Linked DNA regions of Sus scrofa: region 1 is linked to region 2. The links are chromatin contacts, called in public Hi-C maps. All regions are on one chromosome and are shown on one strand. Each heading gives the region's core, a stretch centred on a gene start, on an enhancer-like site or on the middle of the called end of the contact. The rest is flanking DNA. Distances are from core to core; before and after follow the strand shown. Region 1 holds the start of CHD8 (chromodomain-helicase-DNA-binding protein 8). Region 2 overlaps SALL2 (sal-like protein 2).

Evidence for each region. A called contact is a pair of places that touch in the nucleus more often than the background predicts.
Region 1: a contact with region 2 is called in a Hi-C map of epiblast stem cells, with 3 times the contacts expected there. The contact joins the promoter of CHD8 here to the enhancer-like site in region 2. A contact is called at or near these places in 1 of 5 promoter capture datasets (liver) and 13 of 47 Hi-C or Micro-C datasets (embryonic fibroblasts, epiblast stem cells, fetal heart ventricle and 6 more).

What each region holds. Positions count from the first base shown.
Region 1 is chr7:77,718,091-77,720,790 of Sscrofa11.1, forward strand. CHD8 (chromodomain-helicase-DNA-binding protein 8) reads left to right here and starts at 1,386. Exons shown (of 37, transcript XM_021099301.1): 1 at 1,386-1,498.
Region 2 is chr7:77,622,820-77,625,574 of Sscrofa11.1, forward strand. All of the region lies in intron 1 of SALL2 (sal-like protein 2), which reads left to right. Among named protein-coding and RNA genes, the nearest start is that of METTL3, 38 kb to the right of the region's middle. Within about 2 kb of position 1,437, at least 15 of the 83 cell types and tissues checked have an H3K27ac peak or open chromatin away from gene starts, as enhancers often do. A contact at or near this core is called in embryonic fibroblasts and epiblast stem cells, where this site is marked.

The sequences.
Region 1 (2,700 bases), core at 136-2,635, 95 kb after region 2:
TGTCTGAGCTTCTGCCACGTGTGACCATGCAAATGTTACTCCTTGAGAAATTCCTTTAGTAATTTGGAAAGACTCCCTTCGAGAATTCAAAAAAGAAAAGCTGGAATTCCTGTCTGGTTAGGGGTAACGAGTCTGACTAGCATCCATGAGAATGCAGGTAAAATCCCCAGCCCCCCAGGGTGGGTTAGGATCCCACCTTGCTATGAACTGTGGTGTATGTCACAGAGGCTGCTTAAATCCCACATTGCTGTGGCTGTGGAGTAGGACAGTGGCAACAGCTCCAATTCCACCCCTAGCCTGGGGAGCCTCCATATGCTGCGGATGTGGCCCTAAAAAAAGAAAGGACAAAAACAAAACAAAACAAAAAGTTCTTGTAGCTAGTTGCAATACCAGTAGAGATTTAGACTAGAAAACACAGGAGAATCTTATTGAAGGCAAGAGAATTTCACCTACAATAAAATTATTTCCTTTTCAATTTAAACGCAGTTTTTAGGAAATTACTTTCTGAAGCCAATGTTTCTAAGGCTAACTCCTAACACGCCTCCTCTTGCATATAATTTCACCTCTAAGACTTCTATCATTTGCTCTGTCTATATTCATGGGTAGTTTGTGTGTATTGATGAACTGAGTTTTTTTTTAAAAAGTTAAAATTCTTCCCTAAATTCTGTACATCTTCCATGGACTAGCGGTACTCTGTACTGACAAAGTCAGAGCACTGGACAACTTGCAAGAGAAACATAAGGATTAGAAGCATCTAGAATAGATGCATCACCTATGTTGGTCTTAAGTGGATATACTGAGGAGTAAGGTGTCTCTAAAGGATTATCCCAGGAACTCGGAAAATCCACTCATTCCAAGAATTCATTTTTGCTTCTTTGATTTGGTTAAGGTGGCTAGATTTGGTTAGGATCTTTCACTTGTATGACGGGGGTGGGGGGGTGGGGGTTGCTTCCGGGCACATTCAGCATTATTCCAGGCTTTCTCCCCATCGTGACTAAGGGGTACTCCGATTATACAAAGGAGTGTACATTGGGGTTGTATCTAAATAGTCCGATAGAACTATTAGAACAGAGACTTCAAATTCCTTAAGCACGCCTTCTTCCTCCCGGCCCCAAAGCACCAGCCGGATCCAAGATGGCTTCCTAGAGCCAGGTAACTAAATGTTATTTTAGTTTAGAGCGCCCCCAACGCCGGGGGTCAAGAAAAGAAGCCGAGAGATCTCAACGCCACAGAACTGACCCGTCAGAAGCAAGCTACCGCCAGATTTTATTTTCAATCAGGCATATCTGCGGTTGCCTCAGCCTTTTAGGACCTCCCACCCCAAGAGACTTCCTGGATGGCACTCACTCTACCCTGCTGGAGGAGGCCGGCCGTCGGCCCTGCCATTGGTGGATGGGAGCGTAGGTGGGCGGGCCCAAGGGAGAATGGACTACTAGCAAGCTAGATTGAAGCGAGGGCTGACCATGCTCCGCCGGAAGGCGCCTTGTTCTCAGAAAGGGTGAGTTGAAACGCTGGCTGGAAAGGAGGTACCAGGACTTGTTCAGGTAGGCTTTCCGCTCACGCCCGCCGCTTAGTGCTGGTCCAAGAGTCTTTGCAAACGCTGAGGCTCTTAGAATTGGTTTCCATAACTCATCCTCCTCCTCGCTCCCCCCGCCCCCTGCCCGTCCCCCAGTTGTGAGGAATCAGGTGCTGGGTGATGCTCTGGACTGAACCATTCTCCTTTGTGAGAGGCTGGGGGAGAGGGCGGCTGCCAGGCCCGGGGCCCGAGCCGGGCCGAGCCGCGAACCCGGCTGCTCTGAGCCCTGTGGAGTTTTCAAGGCTTGTCATTGCATTATTGAGCTTCGTGTAGATTTGAGACAGCTCCTTGTTCTCCTTGCTCCTTCCGTGGAGGGAAAACTCCCCGGCTCCTTTTGGTTACTCCATACTTTGGGCTCAGAAGTGGGAGGTTAGGGTTTTTTCCTTTTTTTTTTTTTTTCTGCTTGTTTTTTGCCTTTTAGTAATAAAGGTGGATAGGAAAGCATGGGGTGAACGTGGGCAGATTGGTTTACGTTATTAGATGTAATTTCTGTGGATCTTTGGGAGATCAGAGCAGGCTCTTGGACAGTGTTTAGAGATGGGGAAGAGAGAGGAACTCAAGCCTTGCATCTCCATTGACAGGTCTGCAGAGCTCAGTGGTTTTTCTGTTGCATTATGTAAACTCTTCACTAGCAGGAGATACCTCCCCCTGCCTCGGAGTGAATGCAATTTTTTATTTTCCGTCTCCTCTGTCGCAGGAAATTTCCCTGCCATTGCAGCAGCTGTGCACATGTAGCAGTTCCTACCTTTTAAGGAGCAGTCCCGAAATGATTAAGGCCTTTAAGGACGAGGTGAATAGTGGTGTGTTGATATTTAGTGGACCAATCTCTTTTGACTCTTTACGCTCAGTGACTGAGCATAGTGAGCCAGAAGTCGAAGACATGGCACTCCGTGTCTTTTTCTCTTAAAGAATAGACATGGTGGAACGCCCCAAACACCAAAGGTCCTGCATTTTCTGCATTGTCTGTGTCTGCTGCATCCTACCATCACACTAGCATCCACAGACTGTTTACTCTTCATCTTGTTCTAAACCTCTTCATCTTGTTCAATTGGGGATTCTCTGACAAGGGTATCTGTAACATCTGATGAGGTCCTATCTGGTGTGGGGTACTAGAAGGTGAGTTT
Region 2 (2,755 bases), core at 187-2,686:
GTCTCTCTCCTCCATCAGGCCAGGAATGGGGACACACTTCCTCTAAAGATTCAAGTCTTGAGGTATCATCCCTTGCACAGTAAAGGGAAAATCTAAGCTGGCTAAAACTTCAATTTTTATCTCTCTGACATTGTAATTCCCTTCTGAAACTGCCCTAACTTTCCAGTTAAGAACATCACAAGTCCTCAGGTGAATCTCTCCTGAGAAACAAGAGGGGGAGTTCCCGTCGTGGCGCAGTGGTTAACGAATCCGACTAGGAACCGTGAGGTTGCGGGTTCGGTCCCTGCCCTTGCTCAGTGGGTTAACAATCTGGTGTTGCCGTGAGCTGTGGTGTACTGGGAACCTCCATATGCCGAGGGAGCGGCCCAAGAAATAGCAAAATGACAAAAAAGAAAAAAAAAAAGAAACAAGAGGAAGGAGATGGGTCTGTCCTTCCCTAGTCCTTCCTATTTCCTGAAAAGAAAGAGACAGTACCTATGGGTGGGAGGGAGGAGGCAGGGGGCACAGACCACCTCTAGTGGCAGCATTAAGAATCATACCCCTGGGAGTTCCCATTGTGGCTCAGTGGAAAGGAATCTGACAAGTATCCATGAGGACAAAGGTTCGCTCCCTGGCCTCACTCAGTGGATTAAGGATCTGGCATTGCCATGTGCTGTGGCGCAGATCAAAGATGTGGCTCCAATGTGGCATTACTGTGGCTGTGGCTACAGCTCTGATTTAACCCCTAGCCTGGGAACCTCCATATACTCCTAAAAAAACAAGGGAGGAAAAAAGTGTCATACCCCTGAGGAACCAGAGAGGCCATATCAAAAAGACAGCAGAAGAGTTCCCATTGTGGCTCACTGGTAACTAACCCAACTAATATCCATGATGATTCGGGTTCCATCCCTGGCCTCGCTCAGTGGATCAAGGATCTGTGTTGTGGTGAGCTGTGGTATAGGCTGGCAGCTGCAGTTCTGATTCTTGACCCCTAGTTCCATATGCTGAGGGTTAGGCCCTAAAAAAAGGCAAGGAAAAAAAAAAAAAAAAAAGACTGTGGAATAAACGGTAAACTAGCAAAGGGTGCCCTCTAGAAGGAAAAGGAAGGAAAAAGCACCTTCCAGCTCTGGGATTACACTGAATTTATGGTAAGAAGACATTTGGGTAGGAAATAACTCCTGTGGAGTTGGGAGATATAGACTAGACCTTGTGTACCCATATTTGGATTGGATACAAAAAAAAAAAAAAAAAAAACTGAGTTATCAACATAAAGATATTTAAATATTTTTAAAATATATGTGAGAAGGAGCAAGTACTAAATGCTAAATACTTTCCTGGGAGTGCCTCCTGCATGTTAAGTCTGCATCCTCTTCCTTTTGCTGCTAAACCTGCATTGCAGGCTCTCACTCATCACTCACCTTGGCAGTAAGTTTGTGTTTCGACCACCAGGTGGCGATGTCCCACTGTACCTCACTGACGATCAAAGCGAAGCGAGGTCCTCATGAAATTTGGGGGAGGGGGCAAGGGGCAGGTTCTTTGGTTTCACTAGTTATACAAATAAGCACTTGCCTTCACGCCCAAGAGCAAAAAGAATTTGGAGAGTGAGCATAAAAGGTCAGGCAGTAGCTGCCTCTTCCTCTCTTTTTGTTTTCTTAGCCCTTTGGTTTCCATGGGGATCTCTGTTTGAGCAGCAACTCTGAATCCATTTTCTGCCCCTCCAGGCTTGGGGCTGAGCCCAGAGACTGGCTATGAAGAACAGCAGGAGTTGGAATGGCTTGTGAGGAAGAGACTCATTTGGTGAATTTGGGTAGCAAAAGATGGGGACAGGTATAGGAGAAGGAGTGACGGAGTGAGCCTTGGAATGGGATGCACAGAGGGATACGAATGGCAAATAATGTTTTAGTTCAAATAAAATCAGGGAGCATTAAAAATCTTTCCCAAAACTCTTGAATCAGGGACCCTTTGTGAGAACATAGACCATTTCAGGACACACTCTGGACCCTTTATATTACCACGTTCTCTCCCACCCCTATCCAAAAACATCAGTAGACCTGTGTCAGTACCTGCCTGGGTGCTGATATGTCCTCCAGTTCCGAATGCACTCGAGCAAGAGATGAGACCGCCAAGGAAAACTACCCACTGTACTCCCCAGGCAAAGTATAGTGACAAACACATAGTAAACTCTCAGCAAAATATTTGTTGAATGGATAAATAATTAAATGAGTGATAAGAGTAGGGTAGCCTTGACTAATTTTACTTAATCCTTGAGAGAAGATACAAGACAAAGAAAAAATGTTATTTTCTTGTCATCAAAATCACGAAGATGTGGGACTTCCCATCGTGGCACAGTGGAAACGAATCCGACTCGTAACCAAGAGGTTGTGAGTTCGATCCCGGCCGTGTTCAGTGGGTTAAGGATCCAGCGCTGCCGTGAGCGTTGGTGTAGGTTGCAGATGCATCTCGGACCCTGTGTTGCTGTGGCTGTGGTATAGGCCAGCAGCTGTAGCTCCGATTGGACCCCTAACCTGGGAACCTCATATCCTTGAGTAAGGCCCTAAAAAGAAAAAAAAATAAAATCATTTAGATGTGAATGTGTTCATTCACAGATCAATTCATTCAAAGATTGATTAGGGGGGTTTGTTGTCGTTCTGCTTAAATCAGAGGTTTTTCATATGTGCATTACTAATAGCCCCTGTTTGTAAGAGTATTTGCATTTCCGTCAGTTAGGGCCATTATTCAGTAGTCATTCATGGATAGTGGTCAATCTACATATGAA